Regions from separate parts of the Lactuca sativa genome. Here regions 2 and 3 are each linked to region 1. The links are chromatin contacts, called in public Hi-C maps. All regions are on one chromosome and are shown on one strand. The core of a region is the stretch at or near the end of the contact, and the rest is flanking DNA. Distances in the headings are between cores, read along the strand shown. Region 1 holds the start of LOC111880347 (17.3 kDa class I heat shock protein). Region 2 holds the start of LOC111880328. Region 3 holds the start of LOC111880322 (metal tolerance protein B-like).

Region 1 (4,902 bases), core at 1,619-4,118:
TGCACACAATCGCCGATAGGTGGTGTCAGGTTATTAATGCTACACACAGGTTAAAAGGCTAAAATTTGCCGAAACTTTAAAAAATTATACTACCTCCGTCTCATATTTATTTTCCACTTTAGACTTTTGTAGTATTTATTCTTCAACTTTGACCTTAAATATTTTAATTTGTGTTATATATTACTTGATGAAACTTATAACAATAAAAACATTTAAAACACAATCAATTCATATATTTTGCATTGAGTATTATATACCAAAAATTAAAATATTTAAGGTCAAAGTTAAAGTATAACGACTTCAAAAGTCAAAAGTGGACAATAAATATGGGACGGAGGAAGTAACTTCTTCATACAAGCTCTAATTTTGACAGTTTTTATATCCACACATTCGTCTTGATGTCTAATACGACTTTCATGTTGATCATTTCAACTAAACCATAATATATTTTCACTTTTATTTTTATAAAAAAAGATTAATGTTTTATAACTTTTACAAATGAAAACGGGATGTTACAAAACCACTCCAACACCAATTGGTAGTTTGTGCCCGGATGCACTCTTAAAAAGGAATTCAGATGATCTTGGATGGAAGTATGACACTTTGTGTGTTCCTAAAAATAAAGATTCAATCAATACATAATATTTGATTTGTCTTTAATTCAAATGTATAATATTTCATTTGTGTCAAGAATTTGATTTTATGTCGATCTTTTTTTTTCAAAAGATGATACAAAGCTAGTGTAGAGTCTAATTTGGATGGTACAACCACTCCAATAACAACTGCAAGCAGTACGCGGATGCACTTATAAAAATGAATTTAGATGATACTAGATGGAAGTATGACACTTTTGTGTTCCTACAAATAAATATTTAATCAATGCAATTTATGTGGGTTTATACGTAAAGCGAGAATTATTAAGCTAAAGTACCACGTTTCGAGATTCAAAGAAAAAGGTGTTGCTGTTTGTAAGAATTCAAGCAAATATGATAAGGATGTATGTGTCACTTTACTTAAGAAGTGAAAAGAGAAGAAGAAAGAGAAAATAATTCGAGAGGAAGTTGAAATTCAAGATGAAGACAATGATTTCCATGTTGGGTCTAAGAAAAAAGAAACATTTTGTGTTATGCGGTTAGGCTAAGCGGAGTGCGGGGACATACTAGTTGGCAAACAACAATCATGTGGAACACGTATCTTCGAACGAACAGTTTCGGAAGATGAAATGTGAAGAAGATGATGGGGGAACGACATCTTATTGTCAGAAACCTCTTCTCTCTCTCTCTCTCTCTCTCTCTCTCTCTCTCTTTTATTATATAACAATTTTGTATTTACAAATTTCAATTTTTTACCAACCATAAATTTACATACACTACATGCATTTTATATAAACCTTATTTATATTCATATTTCACTTATTTACCAAACATACTTACATAAAAATGTCATCATCAACGTAACAAAATGAATGGTCTCAATGTTTTAGGTGTGTCATCAATATTTATAGCTCGACAGGCGTTTCAAGTAAATAAAGTGACAGAGTTATATGTATTATCTTGTCAATGACATTTATCGTGAATTTCTTGTGATTATGAAATCATTGGTATATCATGCTAATGGGAGACACATGAAGCATAAAATAGAAAAAAAAAAAAAAAACTAAAAATGATGTTGAACGAACGTTTGGATCCCTCAAGAGGTGTTTGAACATACTAGAATTTACGCCACATCCACAAGAGGTGAGAAAGCTTTTAGCTATTATGTATATGTGTATCATACCATATAATATGATTATCGAAGATGAGATAAAAATGATATGTACGTATGAGAGAACGAAAGCGTCCCCTCAAGTGCTCCAATAGAGATCAATACCCTACCATACATGACAACAAGATTGAAGATACATAACAATGATAACATTTAAAGGACCGTAATGATTTCGGAGAACATATATTTCAAATTAATCATATTGATATCAATACGACGCCATCAAACGATTATGAAGTTTTACAAATTGAGGAAAAAACAATATGCACGTATGAGAGAACGAAAGCATCCCCTCAAGTGTTCAAAAAGAGATCAATACCCTACGGTACACGTAACAATGATAACGTTTAAAGGTTCGTAATGATTTGGCAGAACATATCTTTCAAATTAATCGTATTGATATCAATACAACGCCATCAAACAGTTATGGAGTTTTACAGATAGAGGGACTTTATTCATTATTTTATTTTATTTTTTTAAAAATTCAATCTTATGTTTTTTATAATTATAATTTATGTTTTCTTTAAATTTAGCATTATTTATTTATTAAGTTTAGTGTTATGCATTTTATAATTTCAGTCTAATGTTTTTTTATCACTCTCTTGATACAACAGTAAAGGAATCGCTTGTTTAACATATGGCCCAAAAAAGATGAAAATGATTTGTTATTTAGTATATAGAAATGATAATAAATAATCAAACAAATAGTAGTGAGTTATATTAGCTTTTCCAAAACTTAAAAAAAATAATGTACAAGTTCATTCAATAAGACTTTATTAATGAAAGAAGTCTTTATTTATAAAAGAGTTGAATAAAATGTCAAACAAACATTATTAAGACGATAGATTAATATTTAATGGATATGAAATTAAATGGTTATTAAGTTTTGCAATGCTAAAAAAAACCTTTTAGTTATTAAAAATATATTTCATTAAAATTTATTAAATTAAATATATTACAAATAAAATATAAAATATAAAATATAAAATACAAAATAATACTGTAACATATTTGTATTTGCCGTTAAAAAAAAACATATCAAATCATTTAACTCTAATAAATAAATTGGGATGCCAATCGATATGAAAAAAGATGATTCCAAAGTATGCCCAAAGAATACAAAGATCGTTCTAGAAACTCCTTGAAACGTCAAGAACCAAAAGATGATCCAAAATTGAACTCCAATCATAAATGAAAAATGCGAAAAGAGTTATCCAGAGGGTTCTTTGGATCTCCTCAGTCCAACCTATAAATACCAATCGCATCCAGAATTCAACTCGTCAAGTAAGCATTGTAGCAATATTCAGAAACGATCTGTTTGTCATCCTCTTTAGTCCCAAATACAATCGAAGTGAAAGAAATGTCGATCGTTCCCAGCTTCTTCGGTGGCAGACGAAGCAGCATCTTCGACCCATTCTCTCTTGATATCTGGGACCCCTTTAAAGACTTTCCCTTTCCAACTCCATCCGATGCGTCGACGGAAACCTCTGCTTTGGTGAACGCCCGTGTGGACTGGAAAGAAACACCGGAGGCGCACGTGTTTAAGGCCGATCTCCCTGGGATCAAGAAAGAGGAAGTGAAGGTGGAAGTTGAAGGCGACAGGATTTTGCAGATCAGCGGTGAGAGGAATGTTGAGAAAGAAGATAAGAATGATACATGGCACAGGGTGGAACGCAGTAGCGGGAAGTTCACAAGGAGGTTTAGGTTGCCGGAGAATTCGAAGATGGATCAAGTGAAGGCTTCAATGGAGAACGGAGTGCTTACAATTACTATTCCAAAGGAGGAGGTTAAGAAGCCTGATGTTAAGCCTATTCAAATCTCTGGTTAGAATTTGTACCACGTATGTACTTTTTTCTGTATTGTGTTTGTATACCAAGTGTTCGACATAATGTTCGCGGTTGTATGTTGTTCTTCCTATAATACACAATAAATTTATATTCCTATTCATTTGACCATGGTTTATTACGAAATATGATTGCTTCTGATTGGCGTAGGGAAAAGAGAAATGCTTTAAATCTTCAATTTTCAAAACATTTGGTTATATAATCAAACAGTTGAATATTCATTTTTATTATATAAATTATAGGTTTATCTAATTCTTATATGTAACGGCAACTATATAGTTGGTTGAAAAAATCTTGAATTATCTATTAAATGAATATATTGTTATCTTCCGGTTGTGGTATCGTGTCTTTAACAAAAAATACAAAATTTGAATCTAATTTTTGTTCTTTAGAATAAAACAATTTTTTTTCTGATTATTTCAGATTCATTTAAAATAAGTGAACAAACATTGAGTTTACGATGATAGATTACTAAAGAGTTAAACTGAATCATAAAACAAACTTGGGCCCTAACGTGAGGCCCAAAATTTGTTCATCAAACTTAAATAATTAAACACATTCTAGCGAGCTCCTTAATATTGATGGTAAAGAGCGAGCTCATACTATCTTAAAAATACGAAGAGGTTGTTGATAGTTTGGAAGTAATAACCGCAAGCAGTTCGTGTAGTTATCATTTTCGCTTTTTAAACCCAAATGAGTAGCTTTATACTAGATCAGTCACTTTCTGTTGTATCATCGTCTCTATCAAGTTACTAAATGTGGGGAGTTTCATACGAATTGATTTGGGATCAAAATCGAATAAAATGAAAACATAGAGATAGTTCAAGTTAAAAAAAGAGTTATGGACCAAAACACATAGACCACTCGTGTAATTTATTCAAGGTTGTAAAAAAGTTTGCCATAACATCGTGGCTTCAAGGTTTGTATTCGATGCCAAACTTTAACAAAATATCGTCTTAAGTCATATATGTATATAAAATGAATAATAGTAGAAAATATATAGAGTTATTAATTATATATAAAATTACTGACTTAACTGATATCTTACAAACGATGTGGTTCAGCACGACTCATAAAAACTTGAGATTTGATATTGCTGCCAAATCACGGCCTAATGTTATTTACGACTTTAAATTTACCCTAAAATAAAATTTGATATTGCTACCAGATCACCACCTAATATTATTTACGACTTTAATTTTACCCTAAAATAAACAATTTATGTTAAACGATTATGCGGTTCTATTCAGGAAACTTTTTTTTTATATTTTTCTATCGAAGGTTATTAGATGAT
Region 2 (4,902 bases), core at 1,793-4,292, 250 kb before region 1:
TCAGGTTAGTAAGAATTTTCAATTTGCACCCCTCATCCCAACCACCGCAGTCACATACCCCGCCAGACCGCCACCTGTCAGTCAACGATGAAGGCTCTCCTTTACTTGGGACACCATGGGTCCCACCAGGTAGGACAACCGTTGTGTTAAACTTTTCTTGATTTCTTGAAAGCTTCACAACAATGGCTTCCAATTCTTCTTGTGGTTGGACATTCGAATTCACAGAGAATAAAACAAACTCCTGACTTTTTGATGAATTTAAAACCTTCATTTGAGCTGTTACATTAGGGACATAACCGTAATCTTTGCTTTTTGTCCCATGTGATAACCATTTAACGTTTTTTTTCTTAACCTCGTGAACTGTGAAAAACGTATAGATCGAGTTCCCATTATTGTTTTTTCCGGAAGAAGTCAAACTGGTCAATGTGGCAGCAAGAATGTCGTTGTTTTCAACTGCAAATGTGAATAAAAGACGATCGTTTTTAATGGTTGTTTGAAAAAGAGCTTGTTTTCTTGTTGTTGTTGATGATGATGATGATATGTCATCATCAACCTTAATTTCCTTGAAATCGAGTTTCAGTTTTGCTTTTGTTCTTGAATCTTCTTGGCTTTTTGATGGAAAGATCGGGTCCAATAACCTTCTTAATGGGCTTGAGTGGGCCCGGTTAGATGGAGACTCGGGTCTTTCTGTGGGACCCGATGATTTTGAGCTAAAGCTAAGCCGACGAAGTGGGGATATACTTCTTGTTTTGACATCTGGACTCTTGAAAGAATTTGAATTTCTTGTTTCTGGAGTTTTGTTTATAATGAAATCTTGATTTGGAGATGATGTGAAATGAGATTGTAGAGTTACCCGGTTGACTTTTTGACTAGAAGGAGACCAGGTTTGACTTTGACTTTGACTTTGACTTGATTGAGGAGATAATCCATCGGTTGAAAACAATGAAGAGGAATTGCTGCTAGATGATGAACATTTGTTGGTTTTAACAAATTCGTGTCTATGAGTTTGGAAATCTTGCCATTTTTGTAAGCGATTCCAATCCATAACTCCAAAGCTTAAAGCTCGATCGTGTTTTCCATTTTCAAGATAATTTGGTAAATGCTTCATGTGTTTGATGATTTCTTCCATTTCCATTGAAGGTGTTGATGATTCCATCTTGGGTTGACTTTTTACAACTTTGGAACGGATGTCGGAATGGGAATGGTGACGTTTTTCTAATTCGAATTTTGACCGGAATGTAGCACGATTAGATGCCAGCTCACCCATCTTATGTATTTCGGTTGTTTTTTCAAGAAAATTTCACATGATTTTGTGAACAAGAGGGAGATATGTCATCTGAAAACAACAATTAAGATTACAAATGAGAAACAATAGAAGAAAATTATAGTACATAAAACGATAAAAAAAGAAAAAGAAATACCAAATGTGTTACAAATAATTCAGAACATATGATATGTTTCCTACAAATAGCCAAAATCTTAAAAGATTCTTTAAAATCAAGAAAACACCAAGATAGCTAATGGTTTAGATTCTCCTTTATGGTCCCCCTTTACCCATTTGAGGTACAGAAAATTATTGCTTCAAAATACGAAATACTCGTTTCTTTCTCGTGAAAGTTTTAAAAAAGTTGGTGACTTTGTTAAACATCACATCATAATCATAAAGTGGTCATTTTTTGGGATTATTCCTAATATAAAAAATAGAATTATTTAACAAAATTTGAAGATATTGTTAAAAATTAACAATATTTCCCGAGACATTAAACAATTAAAGTACCAATTGGATATCGAAAAAGGAAAATAATAGCTTCACTAGTTTTAATTCAAGGAGCTGAAATAAAACCTAGGAATAGTCTACTCTACACAAGGACTACGACAAGAAAGAAAATGAAATTAAGAATCTTGTGGTCCTAAAATCATTAACATCAGTGATGATGAAGATAAGATGATGACATTTCTGTGTATCATAAAAAAAAAACTCCATAACTTAAGATTCCCTGTTGATGAAAAAGAAAGACGGATAACAATTCAAAAGAAGATTTTGAATATTGAACCTTTGATTAAGACAGGGGAAACAAAAACAAAAAGCACAAAAGTAATTGAGTGGAAAATAAATCAAGAGGGCATTGAGCACATGCTTGCTTCAGTTTCCTTTTTGGTTATATCTACGCCATGATAGAATTATTCTCTTAATTAATCAACAAGCATATACACACTAAAGTAGTTAGTAGACCCTGAATCAACAAGCATACATACAATAAAGTAGACCCAGATTCAAGTTATGATTCAACTTCAAAAGCAAGAAATACGCATAAAAAGTGTTTCTTTGACCATAATAATAACTGAATAACAGATGAAAATCAAGATCTTCAGTAGAAAATGCTTGTTACTTCCAAAACTTGGGTGCTAATTTTTATTAAAACAGGGAAATTTTCTTCCTTTTTCCGGTGAAAATCGTCGATTTTCTTTTTTCAGAGCTATCAAGAAACATAAGAGCAGAACAATCGCTCAAAATTTCTGCACTAAACAAAAACCATAAAAAGCATAAACAGTAACAGTTTGAGTACTGATTCAAGAAGAATACTCACTGAGGCATTTAGTCGAACAGTTACCTGGGGTATGAAGAAAATGCACAAACTTTAACTGGTTCTTCAAAAGGAAGAGCAATATGTCGGTGGGCGGTGGGCACAAAAACAAAGCTCCTCGCAGCAAACAAAGAAAACCAACTTAAATCTCAGTACTCAAAAGAAATCTCCTTTTCCCAAGAAAATCTCACAAAAAGATTTGACTTTCTACAAGTTCTTGTTCGTCATCATCTTCCTCCCCAAAATCCGAAGAAATTTTCACAGAAAAGTAGTGTAGTGTGTGAAAATAGAGTGATGAAAAGTATTTTATGGGGTGTGAAACTGAAAGGGTTTTGTTTTCCTCGTTGGGGCTGGAAACCACTCGGTTTCTAGAGGAGTGTCAGAGGGTCGTTTTCGATCGGACGGCTGATGGAGGTGGAGATATTCGCGGGTGGCCATATCAGAAGATTAGATGGGTGAATCATGTGGAACCCACTTCACGACTTCCTTTTGGTGCAAATGCGATTGTCTTTATTATTGGATGCTTAAAAGGCTATGCTTTTTTATCCTTTTAAAGTATAAAGTCTTAAAGAATAGAAAAACCTTACTCCCTTAAAAAATATTACTCATATTATGCTAAGAATCGGTTTTGCATTTTCCAAAAAAATACATTTTGTACGATTTAAATATAAATCCTAGGTTTTTACTAAGGGGATGTCTAGATTTGCTATAAAATTATCCGTTTCATAATACATGGCAAATCTAGTTTTTGCTCTTAATTTTGGTGATCTAAGTTGTTACAACGGTTCGTTTGAGATGTCGATTACTTATTTAATTTAATTTCAGTTGTTCTTTCTAGTTTCTACTCTTAATAGAATCAAAATTTCTACATCACAATAATTATTTTTTTAAATCATACATATAAACAACTCTAAAATATATAAAATATTTACAGCTATAGCCATATATGAAATTATTCTTAAAGGAAATAATCAATAATTGTGTTTTTTTTTGCGAAATGATCAATTATTCTTGAATTAGTCATTTTGGACCTGAAATTGACCAGACATACCATTGGTCCTTCTATTTAAATTGCTTCCAGATATGATATTCGTCGCATCTCGGAGTTGCATTTCGGTCTGGTTGTTGGCCAAAATTGATTATAACGATGAAGACCTTATATGTTTTCTTAACATTTAACGTGAGTTGTTACTTTACTTGCATTTTTTAACGAACTTATGTTTACTTGGAGTTTAGGACATAATTTTTGAAATATTAAATTATGGTACATTTATGAACTTTAAAAGTGGGATTTTATAAAGCATTTTAAAATCACTATGTTTTAGATTAATTTTAAGTTGTAACATAGTTTTACCATTGAATATGTTCTAATTATATTTTAAAGGAAAAAAAATGAGATGGACACCCCACCCCACCACTTCCATGACTTTGTCTACCCCTTCCTCACAACCATTTTTTCTCATTCTCCATCTCTTTTCTCCCATTGTTTTCTTTATTATATGAGAAACATAAAAAGTTGAATATATTTTGTTGACGCACTTCGACAAACATATATGGACTTCCTTTATAGTCTTATTCCATTAGTAAAATTTATTTCCTCCACGGTGGAAACCCTACATACATCAATGGAGGAGAGATTGGAGGTGGCATTGGTTGCAGATGAGTAACTAAAGATATGATCGCAAAACTGGTGTTCTCTAAATGCTATTATTGGGGTGAAAATTTAACGTACTACGTCGGTATCGGTCATCTCAATGACACCATAATCATTTTAGAAAATGTCTAGTTGAGATTCTTTAAAGGCAACAATGAGATACTATGAAGCTTATGTTTAACAAGATCTTAACGTCGAGGGTGATTCTAGTAGGAAAACTAGGAATAGATCATGCGTTATTCAGTTGTTGTATGTCGATATAGAGAACAAAATGGTTGTAATTAAGGAACAAATGATATTAATTTGTGTTGTTATGGTTTTGTTTCTATTAAATATTGTTAATAAAAAATGTTACATGTTGATGATAATATGAAAATCACATTACAAATTTCAACAATCGTTTTTACCTATGGAAGTTAATTCATGTGATTAATGAATTGTTGGTCAAAGGAAAGTTGTGTGTTTTTTTATTATGTGTGTAAGATCGATTGTAATGTTTTGTCATAATGTTAAAATGTTGTCAAAGACTATGAAGAGCGACAATTAGGGTTTGTTGTATGAAGTTGAGGTGGAGGTGGGGGTGTGGTTGTGATCACATTTACAATTATTTTTATAAAAAAAATACAATATAAAATGTTAAATAAAATAAATAAGAACACTTAA
Region 3 (4,902 bases), core at 1,018-3,517, 200 kb after region 1:
GTATTTGCTATAAGTTGGATCCATGATTTGATCACAGGTTGAGGGAAAAACAATAAAGGCACAGATATGGGACACAGCAGGACAGGAAAGGTACAGAGCGATTACAAGTGCTTATTATCGAGGCGCAGTAGGAGCTCTTCTTGTGTACGACATTACTAAGAAGCCAACTTTTGATAATGTCCAGCGGTGGTTGAATGAGCTGAGAAACCACGCCGACGCCAATATCGTTGTAATGATGGCCGGAAACAAATCCGATCTGGAGCACCTCCGAGCAGTGGATGAACAAGATGGCAAATCATTTGCTGAAAAAGAAGGCCTTTCATTTCTCGAAACATCAGCACTTGAATCATATAACATCGAGAAAGCATTTCAAACTGTTTTGACCGAAATCTATCACATCATTAGCAAAAAAGCATTAGCAACGCAAGAAGCAGTCGGTGGTGCACCTGGAAAAGGGACCACCATTAATGTCGGTGACTCTGTCTCCTCATCTGCCACCACAAAGAGCTGTTGTTCATCTTGAGAGCCAAGATTCGGTATTTTTAGTTCTTGCTTCTTGTTCTTTTACATAAAGGAAATAGTGTGAAACTGTGAATTGTGAAAGTGTATGTTTTAACTTTTAAGGATATGTTATTATTATTATTATAAAGATAAAGATTCAATTTGTGCAGTTACATGATGAACTCCGTATCTACCTTCACATAAATCTTTAACTTTGTGAAGAATTTCATTTGAATCGATATTTGTTTCGATTATTACATGACAAGATAATACTATTTTTCCCCTTGTGATTGCCCACACATGTAGATCATGAACATCATCAACTCCATTGATGCTGTTTAAATCTTTTTTCAAACTAACAACATCGAATTCACTTGGTGTGCTCTCCATTAATATAGAAATTATGTTTTTAACCATTGGTAGAGTTGTAGCTAGAGCAAAAACAGAGGAGATCAAAGTACAAACCAAATCAACCATTAACCAATCTGGTTTCACCCATATCACCAATCCAGCTATCATCACTCCAATCGATTGAATCATATCCGATATCACATGTAAATATGCCCCTTCAATGTTTATGTTCATTCTCCCACTCTTTCCTTTAGAAGTTGACTCCACCAGATTTGAACTCTCTTCTTCATTCACATCATGCCCATGATCATGATCATGATCATGACCATGGCCATGATCATGAGCATGGTCATGACCTAGCCAGATGACCATGATGAAGTTGATTACAAAACCAAAAGCTGAAATGGCAAACATCAATCCACCATTCACGTCTGATTGTTTATGAACGATTCTTTTGATTGCTTCGAAGATCAAGTACCCAGAAATGACCCAAATCATTTGTACAGATAAAAGAGCACCCAAAACCTCGATTCGACTGAATCCAAATGACTGATGTGGAGTTGCTCTCCCAACTGAAGCCCAAACAGAAACCAGAGAGATTGAGAATCCACCAATGTCAGTGAGTAAATGAGCTGCATCTGAAAGAACGGCTAAACTATTTGATTTTAAACCTCCGATAATCTCAACTGCCATAGCGATTATGTAAAACAATATGAGTCCAGAGAGCTTGGCTGTAGATCTGGATCGTTGTTCTGAATCAGAAACATTATGTTCTTGTTTGGAGAAATAGCAACAACGATCACAACAGAGTTTTTTCAGCTTCGAAGCTTTTACCATTTCCAGTTCTGGGAGATGGTGATCTGTGACTGGAATCGGAATTGCAATATGATGATGTTCCATCTACATTAGTAAATTAAGGCGATCAGATCTCATATTTTAACTTCGAATCATTCATATTTTGAACAAAACCTTAAGAAAACAATCATAACTACCGATGATTCAACAATAACATAGATCTGTTAATACTTAAGCTTCAAATCATACACCAGCAGTCCAAAAAAAAAACGATTAATGGTGTTCGGACGAGGTTCGAACTTTGAGTTTGACTCGTGGGATTGATGAATACCAACTATTATTTGATCAAATTAGCGGATTCGAGCAACATATTGAGCTTAAAATAATCGGAGAGATCAAAACAAAGATATGTAATGATAGAGCGAAATTTTGGGTTGACTTATTACCTTTGAGTATGATCTGATGAAATTGAAATGGAGAAACTTGGACGAAAACCCTAGTTAGAGTTCAGAAGTTCCGATCTGAATGAATTCGTATTAAAGGTCGCGATTGTCTCAATTTGCATTGGTCTGTTCATATGTTAATGACAATTACGAAAGGGTCATGCTATCCACACCTGTAAAACGTGTAAAACAACTTGTTTTTTGAACAATATTTTTTTCAAACTTCTAAACATCTTGTTTTTTTAAACAAGTTTTTTTTTTTCAAACTTCTAATCTTCTAATTTCATATTTATATTAAAAAAAATCTCCCTACTTTATTCTCATATGTCATCATCTACCTCTACCCTATTTAATAACTGACATGCTTGTTAAACCATTTTTTCTATAATCTCATGATTTGATTTTAACAATTATTGTGATCCAGTACAAATGTGAAAAGAAATCAAATATTTTTTTACCTTTTATTCCTATTAATCTTCATATTCATGATCAAGACAAAATATCTAAACTAAAAAATAAAAACTTAAGATAGAAAATCAATGGATTCTACATGTCATTGTTTTATATGAATATGAATTCTTATTCTAATAAAAAAAATAGTTTTATTCTACTTTTGACATGTGTCATCCTATTAGGCCTCCTAATTAATGTATATTTTATTCTCCTTTTGTCATGTGTCATCTTATTATATCTTTTAATTAATGCATGCCACTTGTCAACTCCATTTCAAATTTTAAATTTTCTATTCTAATTACATTAAATTAATAATATTAGAATAAAAATTAAAATAAAATTAATACAAGTTATAAAATGACAGAATTTCACATATTTATTTAAATCAATGATTAAAATTTATATAACTAAAAAAATCTCTTAATTAATAATTTATTTAAAATAATTAATTAATAATTTTGATTTTTTACTATAAAAAATTAATTAATTTTATAACCGTGGTTCCCACAGGTTATAAACTAATATATGAATAAAGAAAAAGTAAATGGTATTTAATTTTCAAATATAAATATTTAGTTGGAGGATATTGAACATTTCTTAAAAAAATATATAATTTTAGATCATCGACTTAACCGATGAATGGTTATAATTCTAATATGTTCTTGTATAGTTTTATTTAATATTTAATGAGTATATTTTACTAGATAGAGCATCTCCGATGCAAATTGATAAAAAGAACAAAAAAAAAACTTTTATCCCAAAGCATTTGTATTTAAAACTTTTTATCTCTCAAGTGATTAATTCAAGTTATAATAAGTTTTTAATATTTACAAAAAAAAAATATATCTACATTATTAAGAAGTTTAATAGTTAAAACTGATATATCAAAAACATAAAAATATAAACTGAAACTACATGTAACATTCCTAAAAAATGTAAAAGATTTGGATTAAAATCGTAATTTGGTCATTTTTATGAAAGTGATGAGATTATAAAGATTTAGTATTATGAATTAGTTGAAATATGTTAAAAGTTATCTTTATGATGACTTATTATGTTGGTTTGAGTGATTTAAGCCACTAATTGTATATTTAGACCACATGGGTAAAATGTAAAATTTTACATTTTGGTAGTTACTTTGTGACTTAATGGATTTAACTTCATGTGTATTAAGTCATAAATGACGTAATGGGGTTGTTAAGAGCTTTCCTTGGTGACGATATAAAGTTCATAGAAATTGAATATAAGATGAGAAAGATATGTTTAGTTGAAGTTAGAAGGAAAATTGGTAACAACCGGAACATAATCAGTAATGAAGTATGTTGAAATGCCGATTGCATGACGCGTTAATCTTGTATGACGAAGACGGTGAAATATGTTGCTTAATGAGGTATATACCTGGTTAGTGAGGTATGTACCTCCAAACTACATTCAGGGCACTAAGGCTTGATTTGCTGAGGCATGTACCTTCGAACCACATTCGGAGGGCCGACACATGATTCGTGGAGCTATACCTATCGAGGCTATTGAACCACGAAAAGGAAGTAAGGTTAAGAGAACAAGCATTATGTACAAGCAACGGGTATACAACTAATAATCCTGACAAAGGTCATGTCGTACAATACTTAAGGCCTCTAACGACTCTCCAATAACAAACTGACATGATTGGTGACTCCTCTTTAGTACCATTCTTATATGTTCGACAACGGGAGCATTATGAGGATTACACCCTCGTATGCACAATACATTTCGGATCGCTTATTCCTAAGATGAGCTGATATAAAGAGAGCCTCGGTAGGTAGGTAAAGGTATGAAAAAGTACTCGAACTTACATTTACACAAAACACTATTCACTCTATCTTTTCCTGACTTTATCATCAGAGTGTTCTCCGGGAGCATTCCCGGTGAACGACTCACGTGTGTTGTTATCTCAGGATTTGTAGCTTCTACATCACCGGCGTTACGGGATCATTGAGGACCAAAATCTGGATATGCATCATGTGGCGTTATCTATGGGACCCATAACGAATGGTCACCACCAGAAATCCTATAAAAACGTCAATAACAGTCCGTTCACGAGGATGCAACCGTTAGAAGCACAAGGCAAAACACCACAGATTGTAACACTAGTGAGAGATACAAATGTACCTTCTCTTAAGGAAGAACTGCAAAATGAGTAAGATATGAAGGACTTTGAGGAGTCCCAACGATTCAAACCCATGAAGAGGTCATATGGGGACAAGGAGAAGAAGCCAACATGCAAAAGAGAAAACGATGACCAAGTATCGGTGCATACATGGCGTTTAAGTGCAGCAACTGGAAAGGAAATGGAGGAAGAAGGAAGGAAATCATACATGCA

What was found. Hi-C and Micro-C count contacts between places; a contact is called where the count stands out from the background.
Region 2: a Hi-C map of leaf shows a contact between it and region 1, with 4 times the contacts expected there. The contact joins the promoter of LOC111880328 here to the promoter of LOC111880347 in region 1. A contact is called at or near these places in 2 of 4 Hi-C or Micro-C datasets (both in leaf).
Region 3: a Hi-C map of leaf shows a contact between it and region 1, with 2.6 times the contacts expected there. The contact joins the promoter of LOC111880322 here to the promoter of LOC111880347 in region 1. A contact is called at or near these places in 2 of 4 Hi-C or Micro-C datasets (leaf and seed).

Annotation. Positions count from the first base shown.
Region 1 is chr8:111,898,705-111,903,606 of Lsat_Salinas_v11, forward strand. It overlaps LOC111880347 (17.3 kDa class I heat shock protein), which reads left to right and starts at 2,869. Exons shown (of 1, transcript XM_023876770.3): 1 at 2,869-3,711. The coding sequence starts at 3,125. The coding sequence ends at 3,592.
Region 2 is chr8:111,643,539-111,648,440 of Lsat_Salinas_v11, forward strand. It overlaps LOC111880328, which reads right to left and starts at 3,043. Exons shown (of 3, transcript XM_023876751.3): 1 at 2,589-3,043; 2 at 1-1,336. The coding sequence starts at 1,267.
Region 3 is chr8:112,102,993-112,107,894 of Lsat_Salinas_v11, forward strand. LOC111880322 (metal tolerance protein B-like) reads right to left here and starts at 2,268. Exons shown (of 5, transcript XM_052766994.1): 1 at 2,094-2,268; 2 at 106-1,752. The coding sequence starts at 1,752. The coding sequence ends at 643. It overlaps LOC111880321 (ras-related protein Rab2BV), which reads left to right. Exons shown (of 3, transcript XM_052766995.1): 3 at 38-674. The coding sequence ends at 523.